Linked DNA regions of Mus musculus: regions 2 and 3 are each linked to region 1. The links are chromatin contacts, called in public HiChIP or PLAC-seq and promoter capture Hi-C maps. All regions are on one chromosome and are shown on one strand. The core of a region is the stretch at or near the end of the contact, and the rest is flanking DNA. Distances in the headings are between cores, read along the strand shown. Region 1 holds the start of Baz1a (bromodomain adjacent to zinc finger domain 1A). Region 2 holds the start of Psma6 (proteasome subunit alpha 6). Region 3 has its middle 14 kb from the start of Gm36571.

What was found. Promoter capture Hi-C pulls out the DNA fragments that hold promoters and counts their contacts. HiChIP or PLAC-seq counts read pairs in DNA pulled down with a chosen protein or histone mark.
Region 2: a contact with region 1 is called in an H3K4me3 HiChIP or PLAC-seq map of embryonic stem cells, with 10 read pairs. The contact joins the promoter of Psma6 here to the promoter of Baz1a in region 1. A contact is called at or near these places in 7 of 39 promoter capture datasets (the C10 cell line, the HPC-7 cell line, cranial neural crest and 4 more), 2 of 484 Hi-C or Micro-C datasets (embryonic stem cells and nephron progenitors), 3 of 115 datasets of contacts at active chromatin or transcription factors (double positive thymocytes, embryonic stem cells and extraembryonic endoderm stem cells) and 2 of 9 other capture datasets (adipose tissue and liver).
Region 3: a contact with region 1 is called in a promoter capture Hi-C map of pre-B cells. The contact joins the enhancer-like site here to the promoter of Baz1a in region 1. A contact is called at or near these places in 3 of 39 promoter capture datasets (the C10 cell line and pre-B cells), 3 of 115 datasets of contacts at active chromatin or transcription factors (bone marrow-derived macrophages, memory CD8 T cells and pancreatic cancer cells) and 1 of 9 other capture datasets (adipose tissue).

What each region holds. Positions count from the first base shown.
Region 1 is chr12:54,983,784-54,987,664 of GRCm38.p6, reverse strand. It overlaps Baz1a (bromodomain adjacent to zinc finger domain 1A), which reads left to right and starts at 1,329. Exons shown (of 27, transcript NM_013815.2): 1 at 1,329-1,503; 2 at 1,858-1,999. The coding sequence starts at 1,887. It overlaps Gm51983 (a long non-coding RNA gene), which reads right to left. Exons shown (of 3, transcript XR_003950194.1): 3 at 3,016-3,881.
Region 2 is chr12:55,397,413-55,401,671 of GRCm38.p6, reverse strand. Psma6 (proteasome subunit alpha 6) reads right to left here and starts at 2,847. Exons shown (of 7, transcript NM_011968.3): 1 at 2,681-2,847. The coding sequence starts at 2,756.
Region 3 is chr12:55,443,963-55,448,307 of GRCm38.p6, reverse strand. No RefSeq gene overlaps it. Among named protein-coding and RNA genes, the nearest start is that of Gm36571, 14 kb to the right of the region's middle. Within about 2 kb of position 1,442, at least 352 of the 459 cell types and tissues checked have an H3K27ac peak or open chromatin away from gene starts, as enhancers often do. A contact at or near this core is called in adipose tissue, memory CD8 T cells and pre-B cells, where this site is marked.

The DNA of each region.
Region 1 (3,881 bases), core at 80-2,579:
TTTTAAAAGTTTTTTGTTTGTTTGTTTTTCGGGACAGGGTTTCTCTGTATAGCCCTGGCTGTCCTGGAACTCACTCTGTAGACCAGGCTGGCCTCGAACTCAGAAATTTGGAGGTCAATTTTCAAAACACCAAGTCTTTAAGTGTGTACTGTGTACTTCTCTGAAAAGCATACAGTCTTACGTATATACTTGCCACTGGGAGACTTGTAAGCTTCTGTGGCTATGCTCATGCAGAAATGTGTATGCACACACACTATTAACTGCTTTTTAGTGCCATAGAACAGACTTTCACCAAGTATTATTTTACTCGTTCTATAATCATAGTAGTTTGAGAAGTTCATAACTGGTAAATAGTCTTAAACACCACCACCCACATACAAATAGTTATAGAAGATCCCAGTTTTTAAAATCATTTCACAGCATTAGTAATTAGGAAAAAAAGTAACATTTTACTGGAAGACTATTCCTCAGTTATACTTTTAGACTCATTCTTACATGTTAATTTGCAAATAAGCAAATAGAGTGATGGCAAAAATTATTAAAAGTTGGTGAACATTCTGAATGACTTCTAACTTAGAATATCCTTTTCAATTCAAAAGTCCCAAGTCTTATAAGAATTAAATTTGGTTTCATTTGTGAAAATTACTGATATGGGAAAATTGTTTAATGAGACATCTCGGTAGTAAATTTAACATCGTTAGGACTCTAATTGAACTGAAAATTGACCTTAAGTTACTTGTAGATTATAAGTTACTTATACTTTTTAAAAATTCTGGGTTTAGTTTTAAATATGTAGGGGGATCATATAAGTGAGATGACATTTCAAACTTTTGTCTTTTCCTGAGCTATCAAACTCTTTGAATTGTTTTAAGTATCAAGAAGGACTGGTGTCAAAAAAAGTTCTTTCTTTCAAGATGGATGATTACGCATGCAAAATACTTTGAGGGTTTTAGCGATTTCGTTTCTTATTCTTCCTTTCTTCAAAACGCAATTTAAATCGGAGCCGGAATCCCCTTTTCAACTCAATAGCTGGGCGCTGGTGGCCCATTGGAAAAGATGAAGACTTTACTTTGTCTGCCATGTGTTTAAGGAACACTAGCGCTTTCCCCAGATCTTCTGGCCGATAATCTCAAACATGGAGGATGCTTCTGATTCCTCACGAGGGGTTGCTCCATTAATTAATAATGTAGCTCTCCCAGGCTCTTCGCCCTCTCTTCCTGTATCAGTGACAGGCTGTAAAAGTCATCCAGTAGCCAATAAAAAGGTAGAAGCGAGAAGCGAAAAGCTCCTCCCCACAGCTCTTCCTCCTTCAGAGCCGAAAGTAGCTCAGAAACTTCCCGGGAGCGCGGAGAGGCGGGGAAGTGCCGGCGGGACGCGATCCCCGCGCGGAGCCCGGCAGTGGCAGCGGGAGCGGCGGCGGCCGGGAGAGACTCCGGGGCGGGGCGGGCCGGGACCTCGCGGCGTTCCTCGTGGGAAGGTGCGGCGGCGGGCAAGTGCTCGCAGGTGAGGGGCTCGCCAGCCGGCGTCCCGGGGAACCGGGAACAAAGCGCGGCGGCGCCCGGGCTCCGTGGCCGCCTAGCCCCGGGGATGCGTCGAGCACGTTGCGAGTCCCGGGACCGGTGGTGCGGCGGCCCGGAGCGGCGCTGGGGGGTGGGGGGGGGAGCCGCCGCACCGCCCGCCGCCGGGCGTCCGCCCCATTGTGAGGCGCCCGCGGGGCGCGCCGGGGCCGCGGCCGCCCGACAGACTGGGCACCCCGGCGGCGGGGAGGACCGGACTCGTCTGTCACACAAAAGGCAGCCGAGCCGCCCCGGCGCTCCCCGACCTTACCGGCTTTCTCCTTTCCCTCCAATTTGCTAGGGGCGCGGGCGGACGCGCGCAGCCGGGAGATGCCGCTGCTTCACCGAAAGCCTTTCGTGAGGCAGAAGCCGCCGGGGGACCTGCGGCCGGACGAGGAAGTTTTCTACTGTAAAGTCACCAACGAGATCTTCCGCCACTACGAGTAAGGCCGGCCGCGCAGCGGGGACAGCCGCCCCCGCGCCCTTTTGTCTGTCTGTCTCCTCTTTCTCTCCCGGGGCTCGTGACGGGTGGCCGGGCCGCCCATCCCCCGCGCGCCGTGACCGCGTGGGGCGGCTGGCGGCGGGGCCCGCGGAGGCCGGCGACCGCTCGGAGCCGCCGCGCTCGCCCGGGCGGGCGGAAACTCCCCGCCTCGCCCCTCCCCGCCGTGGCCGCACGCGCTCGGCCGCCGGTTCCGGGATCCCCGCCGGGTCAGCCCGCGCGCCGCCCCGGTGCCTCAGCCCGGAGAGGGATTCTCCGAGCCCGAGGGCAGGAAGCGGGCTGGCCCCGGACTGGGTTTTTCGCGGTCGCGCGTGGCTTCTGACGTTTGGTAGTGGGAGGCTGCCGGGGCTGAGGTGGGGACGGGGCGGGAGTGGAGGCTCGCTCCGCGTTGGGGGCAAAGGGGTTACTTCACCGGCCGGGAGGACGGGGCCGGGGAGCGTTGGGGCACGGGTGTCCTGAGCGGCGGCCTCGCGTCCCGCGCCGCCTAGGCCTGGGAGTGTGCGACGAGAGCCACGCTCTGTCACCGCCTCTTCTTGGTGACTAAACTCCGGTCCCCGGGGAACTCGGCGTCTCCGCCCCCAGGAGACCTGCGAGGGAGTAGTCGAGCGGAGCGTGGGGAAAGGAGTGGGAGATAGCGGGGTCCCGGACGCCCCTGGTTTTCCTTTCGAGCACCAAGAGCTAGGCGGTGGGAGTTGGGAGAGGGGGGTTAGACAAGTTCAACTCCAGCTTCAGTTTGTCGCCTCCACCGCCACCTCCCCGCCCCAACACACACTCCCTCCTCTGGCTCATGTGGGCCGCCTGACATGTGCCACTGCTTTTGTTTTGATAAGAACCTGAAGCTGCTGCAGATGTAGCTTCAACTCCCAATTTTTTGTCATTGCTTGGTGTATCCAAGAGTTTCCGTGCGTGGCTCAGTGACACGAAGCAGCGACCGGTGTTTAAACAGACTCTTAAGTGAGAACCCGAATTGATCAGTCACGGGACATACACACACACACACACACACACACACAAGCCCTCTCGTTCTTTCTTTCTCCTCCACGCAGACTCTCTTTGTGGCTTAGAAACCGTATGTTAATAGCAACCGAATAGGTTGTGTGAAGGAGGATTTCTGAGTTTGGGGGCCTGAGAGAAAGGCTTGATCCAGGGATGTCTTTAGGCGAACTCAACAGCCAGCTGAGAAAGGAGTAGTGAGATTAGAAAAGTCAGTTCCAAGAAAGACCCTCCACTCCCTACCCTATCTTCAGCTCCCTAGAAGGGGTTACAGGTAACCATGTTGTATCTAGAGAAGTAGATAGTACTTTTCACCAAACAGTACCCTTAAGTAGGAGTGCACATCTCACTGGGCTCCTGTATAGACTTGTTTTATTACTTTGAGTGCACTCTTGTAACTTCTTAGGTGGAATTGAGTTGGGTAACTGTGCGAGGATGATGTCTTCATCTAATGTTTAAGCTAAAATCCTTAGGAACATTTCTGATTAATTTTTAATTTAAGAGTACCAAGAAAATAGTTAACAGGCTCACATCCAAAACTCTTCCTTGGTTTTATATAAGCAGTCTTTTGAAAAGGCTCTCCTGGCATTGGTTGAACCAGAGGGTCTGCAAGTTCAAGGCCAGCCCGTGGGCCACAGTGAGTTTTGGTTCAGTCTCTCGCTCTCTCGCTCCAAGGTTTCTTTGAAACTGGAACAGAGTGGCCTGACCTGGCCCAAAAATTTTTTATTTTTTATTTTAATTTTTTTTATTTTTGGTTGTAAATTGTTAAAAAAAAAAGACAGTTGGCTCTTAATACTAGAACTTATATATCTTAAATATAATTTCTTATTGAT
Region 2 (4,259 bases), core at 1,598-4,097, 410 kb before region 1:
CCTCAAACTCAGAAATCCTCCTGCCTCTGCCTCCCGAGTGCTGGGATTAAAGGCATGTGCCACCACGCCCGGCTTGCTCTATTAATTCTTAACCACACCTATACAAATGCAATTTGTATACACACATTAAGGAAGAACTTTATGGCCAGAGAGATGCTCATAGATTAAAGGCACCCACTGCCTGACAGGACAATCCTAAGACCCACACAGTGGAGAGAAGCAGCTCTCCCAAGTTGCCCTTTGATGGGCATATACATATATACACATATGCACATGAAGACACAAACACATACACAGACAACAAATACAATATAATTTTTTAAAAACTGAATTATTAACTTACATGTTCTGCAATTCCTAGCACATGCTTATACACAAACACAACCTACAAACACACATTAATTAAGAAAAAAAATTTCAGAGGCTAGAGAGATGGCTCAAGGATTAAGAGTGTATTACTCTGGCAGAGAACCTGAATTCAAACAGACAGGCAGGCAGGCAGGCGAGCAGCCACACACACACACACACACACACACACACACACACACACCACACTGAGTTGATTCCCAGGATCTACATGGGAGGAGAGAACTGACTTCTGTATACACAAAATAGATTAATGTAATTTTTTTAAATTATTATTTTAAGGTCTAAAAGAAAAGCAAAAAACCAACCAAACCAAAAAAAAGTCAATAGTTATCAAAGTGTTATTTCCTTAAAAGTCTACCAACTGGTACTGTTAAAATTACAGATCATGTTTATAACTATGTTTAGTAGTATAATTTAAATTTATTCCTTGATCACTGCTAGACTATTTATTTTGGTGTTGGGAATTAAATGTTTAAAGTATGGCAAAGGAGGAACATCCTATTAATTCTTACTTCCCCTATCACCACCCCAGTTTGTTATATTATTCCACAGCTATCTAGGTTAACAGTTTGCATTTTTATAGTTCTTAGATTCTGGATCTTTGGGAGACCTAAAGTTTAGTCTAATGCACAGCAATTACAATATTGTGAATATACTTCACTAGCAAACTAAGAAGGATGGACCCAAAGAAAGGGATTCTGTATCTACAGAGGGACTAATTGAATAGATTATTTTTTAAGTCAAAGTTTCAAACAGGCATCCTGTTATACCAAGTACTCAATATATAATAGCACACAATAAGCAATATATGTACTGCTTAATTTAAATCTTCAAAACACAATAGAAGGAATTATTAGCCCAATTTTGCAAACAGAAATTGAGCAAAGATTCTATGGTGGCAGGCCAGCTAGTATGGAGCACAGCAGGCACAGCAGGCATGGTAGTCCAGGTGTGCCTGCAAGGCCTGACCTCTGCACACTCTCCTCCTTGCTCACACTGCTCTTTCAGTTTTTTTCTCAGCAACGCCTACCTCATGCCCTGAGTAAAAGAGGGAAAGCAACAACTCAAACAATAATCTAAGCATATAGGTGAGTAGAACTCCATTTATAGGCCAACTCTAGGATTTCCAACCAAGATAGTATGACTCTCCTTGTCAAGACACTGAGATAAAAAACTTCAAAATAAAATTATCATGGACCAGATGTATGTCTCGCCCTTCTGACACTAAGTTTTCTATGGCAAGAGCTTAAAAGTCTGTCCTATAATCCTAGACCAAACCCTGCCGCGACTTCAACTTACCAAAATGTATTGTTACATGGAGTAACTGATGCTAAGTTCAGGTTTCCGTCCATTAAAGCTGTTCCTTTAGTAAAGACTAACACACCGTGCCTCAACTAGACTGAGAACCAGTTTTTAAACTATAGAAGCATTCTTACAGGTGGGGGTTAAAATCGGGGTGCCAACTTCAAGAGGAGTTCATTGCTGTTCTTTTATTTCTCAGTTGTGAACTTTGCATATACTGAACTCTTCTCTTTTTATTCGTTTGGTTTCCTGTCACTTCCTTTAAGCAGTCAGCTTCAGTAGGGACGAGTGACATTGATCTCTTTTCTAGAACCAGCAGTGTCTGGTAGGGCTTTACACACTTGTATAGAGTTGACCACAAAGCAAGTCATCTATCTATACTGCAGAGGAGGGTTGAGGGTGTGTGGTGTGTGTGCATTTAAGTTGGATGGTTAAAGAACCAACCACTCTCAGCGAAGGGAAGACTCAGGCTCCAGGTAGACTGATGCTAAACAGTGCTTCTCAACATGTGGGTCGCGACCCCCAGTACCAAAACCTTCTCACAAGGTCGCCTAAGACCATCTGAAAAAACATTACCGTTCATTGAAGTAAAAAAACAAAAAAACAAAAAAAACATAGTTTTGAAGTAGCAACGAAAACAAATTTATGGCTGAGGGTCATCACAACGCGAGGAACTGGATTTAAGGGGCGCAGCATTAGGAAGATTGAGAATCGCTGAGCTACGGGGGACTCCGAAAGGCAGAAGGCGGGCATCACAGTGCAAAGCCCTACTGCTTTGTGTCTGGCCAGTAAGGCGCTCCTGAAGAGCACTACGCTTCGGTTTCAGCCTCCAAGCCCGCTTGCAGACCGGGCTGGGAAGACGAGAGCGGGCCCGACCTCGATCCTGCTGCTTTCCTGGCTCAGGCCCTTCTCCGAGCCCCCGAACCATCCTCGGGCCGCGTCCGCTCGCTCCAGGCCGAAGCATGACAGAGCAATTCGGAGGTCCCGCAGGAGGCCCTGAGTCACTCACCTACTTGGTAGAGTCGGCCCTCGGGAGAGAAGATAGTAATGTGACGGTCAAAACCGGCGCTGGAACCCCGGGACATGGCGTTCCTGCTATTTTAAACACAGTCTGCACCCCGTAGCACACACACCAGGGACCCAAGCCCCCTCCCGGAAGTTATGGCTACTGCTTCCGGAGCACCGGCGGAGCTGCTTCCGCTCTGGTGAGGGACTGGCGGTGTTTCCGGTGGGGACGGGACGTCCCAAAGCACTGCCCCTGAGTAGGCGGGCCCTCGCGCGCCCGGCCTGCGGTCCGCGGGCTTCCGGGTGGTGGCTCTGGGTCGCAGCCGGCCGTTAGTGCGTTCTGGAGATCAGAGTGGCCAAAAGAGGAAGTTTTCAAGGTGCCTGCAGTTGTCCTTTGCCTACTTGTGACCTCTGGAGACAGTATGGTCACCGCGTTCGCAGTCAGTTTGGGCGCCTGTACTTGCTCTCCTGTCTTCCCGGAGTCTGGCTTTGTTCTTCCTAACCTTCATTTTACCAGCCACTTCTCTTCCTACGTTTTGGGGGAGAAAGGAATGCAACAGCCACCCTTAAATGTAGGGCCTGAAAGAGGGTTAGTGGAAGAAGCCACTGGAAATAACAAAAGTTTTCTTCTAGTCTGGCAAGACTTTCCTTTGGACAGCGGCCCAGAGATGGGAACTTGAGAGGTTGAGCAGTCTTAGTTGATGATGAGCAAGATCGTTGCTGGTGGCTGGATACCGGAGAGTAATTCCAAGGCGGCGAAGCAACTCCTGGAAAACTGGTGGTTTTTCAAACTGTAAAATTCTGCACATTGTGCACCCTAGGGCACAGCCCCTATTTAGTGAATATAAAAATCGAAGCATATTATTAAGCTATTCCCCCCTCCCTAAATAAAAGTTTTGTTTACAGCAATATTTATAACAATTTACTGATGTAATACTGAAATATTCAGATCTGTGGCGTTCTCTCTAAAAGCACCCATTTTAAAGCAAAACATTTGAAGAGATTCTTCATAAGGAAGTTTTAATTTCTCGAGCTAATTTTTTTCTTCCTTTAGAAAAAAATATAAGCCAGGTGTGGTGGGACACATCTTTTATCCCAGCACTTGGAAGGCAGAGACATCTCTGGGTTCAAGGCTAGCCAGATCTACAGAATGAGTTTCAGGACACAGTAAGGCTACACAGGAAAAAGAAGGCTGTCTGGGGGTGGGGGTAGGGTGTACAACATCCAAGATTGAAACACGGGTTAAGAAAATAGCCCATGTAAGCAGCCGCTCTGGAACACCCGGTACTTTCCAGCTTCAATTCCCAAGTGTGCTGATAAGAGCTGCTGTCCCTTGGTTCTAGCTCAGGTCCTTACATCAGGATTAACTCCTGACCTTTGCGTACTTTTCTCAGTCTTCCCAGCCAAGTGTACTATAACACCTACAGTTTGCCTGAACAGTCACGGAGAAGTTCTCTGTAAGACTGCTAGGGGAAGCCCTCTGTTAGTACCTTAGAATCCAGATGTCTCATATCTAGGGCTGCACTGCACTGTCCATTGAAGCTGAATTTTCCCTAGTTGCCTCCATCAGAATAAACAGACAT
Region 3 (4,345 bases), core at 193-2,692, 460 kb before region 1:
TCGAGACTGTAGTATCCCACTGGGTTTGGGACAAGAACATGATGGCACCTTATATGAACTTTAAGGAATGTTTATCTCCAAGGAGTTTGGAAAGGCTAGTGGAGAAGGGACTGGTCTTAGAGTCATCACTCAGGGACTCAAGGATGAAAACAGATGGAAGCCCGAGAAGTGGCTAAGAAATCTGGAGAAACCGGCACCTCTAGCAGGTGTGGGTAACTAGAGCCTTCAGCAGAAACAAGAAGCTGTTTGTTTGTTTGTTTTGTTGTTTTGTTTTTTGAGATAGGGTCTCCCTGTGTAGCTCTGGCTGTCCTGGAACTCACTCTGTAGAGCAGGCTGGCCTCGAACTCAGAAATCCGCCTGCCTCTGCCTCCCAAGTGCTGGGATTAAAGGCGTGTGCCACCACTGCCCGCTGAACAAGAAGCTTTGTCCAGAGGCTGGAGAAACAGCTCAGTGGTTAAGAGCACTTAGTGCTTTTACAGAGGACCTTGGTTCAGTTCCCAGCAACCACATCAAATTGCTCACAACCACTTATAACTCCAAAACTCCAGGGCAATCCAATGCCTTCTGGCCTCCACCGGCTACCAGAACGCATGCGGTGTAGGTAAACGCATTCAGACACACACACGTGCACATACAAATAAACAAATCAATCTTTAAGAAGAAAGAAAACTGTCCACTTGCAATGCAGATGTACTACTTGATGTCCAGGGTCCCAGGGGAGGGCAGAGTGCATATATTCATTGTCAAGCCAGGATTCATGTTTTCCGGCTGTCCTTCCTCCCCTCAAAGTTTCAGCACAGCCTAGCGTCGTTCGGGGAGCAAAACGATGCTTTAACCAACATCTCCTTGGACACAAAGCCCAGGATGGAAATCAGTGGGTGGAAGCCGGAGTGTGTGAAAGGAATAGATAGAGCTGTAGTCAGCAGAGGCCTGGGGCACGAGTCAGTTAGAGGTCCATGAGGGCTTGAGCAGTCGGTTCCTCAAAAGCAAAAACCACTTGAAGCTTGTCATCTGGGACAGCTGAGGCCCAGTGACCAGCCCCCAAGAGCCCAAGAGGCTTCTGTTACAAGAACCCTCCGCCAGGAAAGGCAGCTGCTGGCTGTAGACGTGCACGCAACTTCCTGCTTGACTGTTCACTTCTATGAGTGGCGAAGCGGCAGAAGGGCTGAGGGGGACTCTGAAGAAAGAACCACCCTAAGATTTCCACTAGGTCTAGGGCCTGTCCTCAAGCTCCAGGCGTCTCTGTTACTGTAACCTTCTGTCCCAGCCTTTGCTTTTTTTTTCCTAGTGAAGGGAGGTTGGAGGCGTAAATGCCCTGAGAAGCAAGCAGCCAACAAGCCACAGATAGCTAGCACTGGCCTTGGCAGGCACACAGTGTTGTCTCTGTGAAAGCAGCGGGGCTAATTATACTCAGCTGGCAGCCGGGTGACGGGAGTTTCCCAGCTCACCCGCCTCCCTGCTTGCCTCTTTTTGTGTGGTAGACACTGTGGAGAGGTGTGGGGACAGAAGGGCCAAGAGCAGATGGGAGGAGTTATAGTCAGCCTTGCAAAGGAGCCAGGCCCAGTCCTTGCCTGGCTCCAGCTAAGGACTTGACCTAAAATCCTAGGAGGGCGGCCATGTTCAGCTTCTTTCAGGATCCTTGGAAGAGGAGCAAGCGGGGTGGGGGTCACCACATAGAGCTCTGAAGGGACAGAACCCTCTAGAGGAAGAAGCTTTCTGCTCTTCCCTCCTCAGCCCAGACACTTTGCTGGGGTCAAGACTGTTGCACACAGCCACCAGGAGCTGGCAGAGGTGTGGGGGCGGGGAGGGGAGGGCTCAGATGGTGTTGAGCTCTGTTCACCTGAATGACCAGTAGCTTTGCCCAAATTACAGACAAGCTGTGTAGGCCAGAACCTGATATCGGTCAGGCCAGCATCAGGAAGGCAGCTCTTTAGAGATGAACCTGTATCACTGTTCTGTGTTCTGGTCCCCCGAGGGTAGGTATCACGGAGCAGAGTACCAGTGATAGCTTGAGCACTGCACATTTGCCTTGGATCTTCACGTCAGGCTCCTGAGACAAATTCCCAGCTTGGGAGGCACTGAGAAAAAGCTAGCATCCCCTCACCTCAGGCTGTTCGCTCCTGGGTCCTTCCCTTCCTGCATACCAGCCTCCATCCCTGTGGCAAGGCCAGCTCATAAAAGCAACTGGTTTTCATCCTGAATCGGTTGAATCACACTGAATTGGAATGAAGCATGAGCCTATGCAAGCTGAAGCCACAAGTCATTGTGGTATCTGCATTGGATCTGAAAAGTAGCCTGTGGTGGGTAGTGTATATTTAAGGGTGTGATGGGCATCCTTTTGGTAAGCTGGCGTGTGTGATTTCATTCACTGACAGGCCAACTCTGGAAATGGGGTTGCCTCCCCTGACCCCCATTTCAGACCCAAACATATTTGTTTCAAAGCGTCCTCCAAAACTCTTTGTTCTGGAACTTGCTGTCCGGATATCTGTGACAGGAAGGGAGCTAACGCAAGACAGTCCAAATGAAACATTGTGCCCTTGAGAACAGTTACAAGGTAAACCATTTCCAGCAGGGGTTACTGTGTTTATCTTGTGATGTAAAAATGCCTTCAGTGGTGTGGCTGGAGAGATGGCTCCCCAGTTAAGAGCACTGGATGCTGCTCTTCCAGAGGAACCCAGGATCAATTCTCAGCACCCACATGGTAGCTCACAATTGTCTGTAACTCCAGTTCCAGGGATCCAACACCCTCACACAGACATACATGCGGGCAAAACACCAATGCACATAAAATAAAAATAAATACATTAAAAATGCCTGCAGTGGAACCAGGCGTGGTGGCACATGCCTTTGATCCCAGCACTCGGGAGGCAGAGGCAGGCAGATTTCTGAGTTTGAGGCCAGCCTGGTCTACAAAGTGAGTTCCAGGACAGCCAGGGCTATACAAAGAAACCCTGTCTCAACGCCCCCCCCCAAAAAAAGCCTGCAGTGGGGGTGAGGAGCACAGGCTCAGCCATGGGAATTTATGAGGAGAGAAAGCTTGAATGGACGCTCTAGCTGACCACCTCATCGTCCACAGCTGATTTCTGCTGGGTGTTTGTAAGCCCCAATTTGATGATGTCATCTACTTGTCATATGTCGCTTCACTAGGAAGCCTCATTCGAGGGGTCACTCTTCCATGGGGCACTCTCTGGATCCAGAACGCCAGCTACCTGGCTTCCCTGGTAATCATCTGCTAGATGTCTCTAAGTCCCAATGTGGGGATATTTTCTATTGTCTCTCAGTCGGGCTACTCACTTGTCTCTCCAGCATGCTGTGGGCTTTTTGTTTGTTTGTTTGTTTGCTTTCTGAGACAGTGTTTCTGGCTGTCCTGGAACTCACTCTTTAGACCAGGCTGGCCTCAAACTCAGAAATCCACCTGCCTCAGCCTCCCAAGTGCTGGGATTAAAGGTGCGTGCCACCACTGCCCGGTTTAATGGTGTTTCTTATATTAATTTATAAGGATTTTAGATTTACAAAAGCCAATCTCAGGTCAGCAAAATGGCTCAGCGGGTAAAGGGTGCTTGTCTGGAAAGCTGAAGACCTGAGCACTATCCGCAGAAGCCACATGGTGGAAAAGAGAGCCTAGTCTACACAGCTCCCTCCCTCCACCACCACTGCAGCAATGTGCAAGAATTCATACACAACGTTAATAAAGTCAAAAACAGGGCCAAGGAGATGGCACAGATCTAGCATGGGGATCTGTGTTCAGTTTCCAAGGCCTACATAGTATAAAGGGAACCAGCTCCTGCAAGTTGTCTTTGACCTTAGACAGTGCTCTGTGTCTCTGTCTCTCTCCCTTTCTATGTCTCTCCTTGTCTCTCTCTGTCTCTCTCTCTCTGTCTGTCACACACACACACACACACTGACTGATGTACTTCCTTTTGATCCCCACACCTGCCTCTGTTTCCTTCAATGTAGTCTATGCCAGGTGGGTCTCCCCCACACCAGCCAGCAAGTTTAAATTCATCAGATCTCCACCCCCTTTTTGTTTTTAATGAATCCACCAGGACATAGAGTTGATGCATGCCTCCCTCTCATGATGCATCCCTCCCGTCTGTCTCAGGTCATGTCCATCCATCATGTATGTAGATGATCACTGCCTTCTTCCCGTCAGCGCTCAAAGCACCCGCTGGCCTCTCCACCCCTGACAGCTGCATATTGGAGCAGGTGTAGAAGGAAGCTGGTTCTGCTTTAGCTTTGTAGTCTGGAGTAGTTCAAGGATGTTTTTCTCCTGGACACGGTCTGGAGTGGGTTTTCCGCTAACCTTCAGAAGTGAGTGCAGTGAAGTTCAGCCACACCCTCAGTA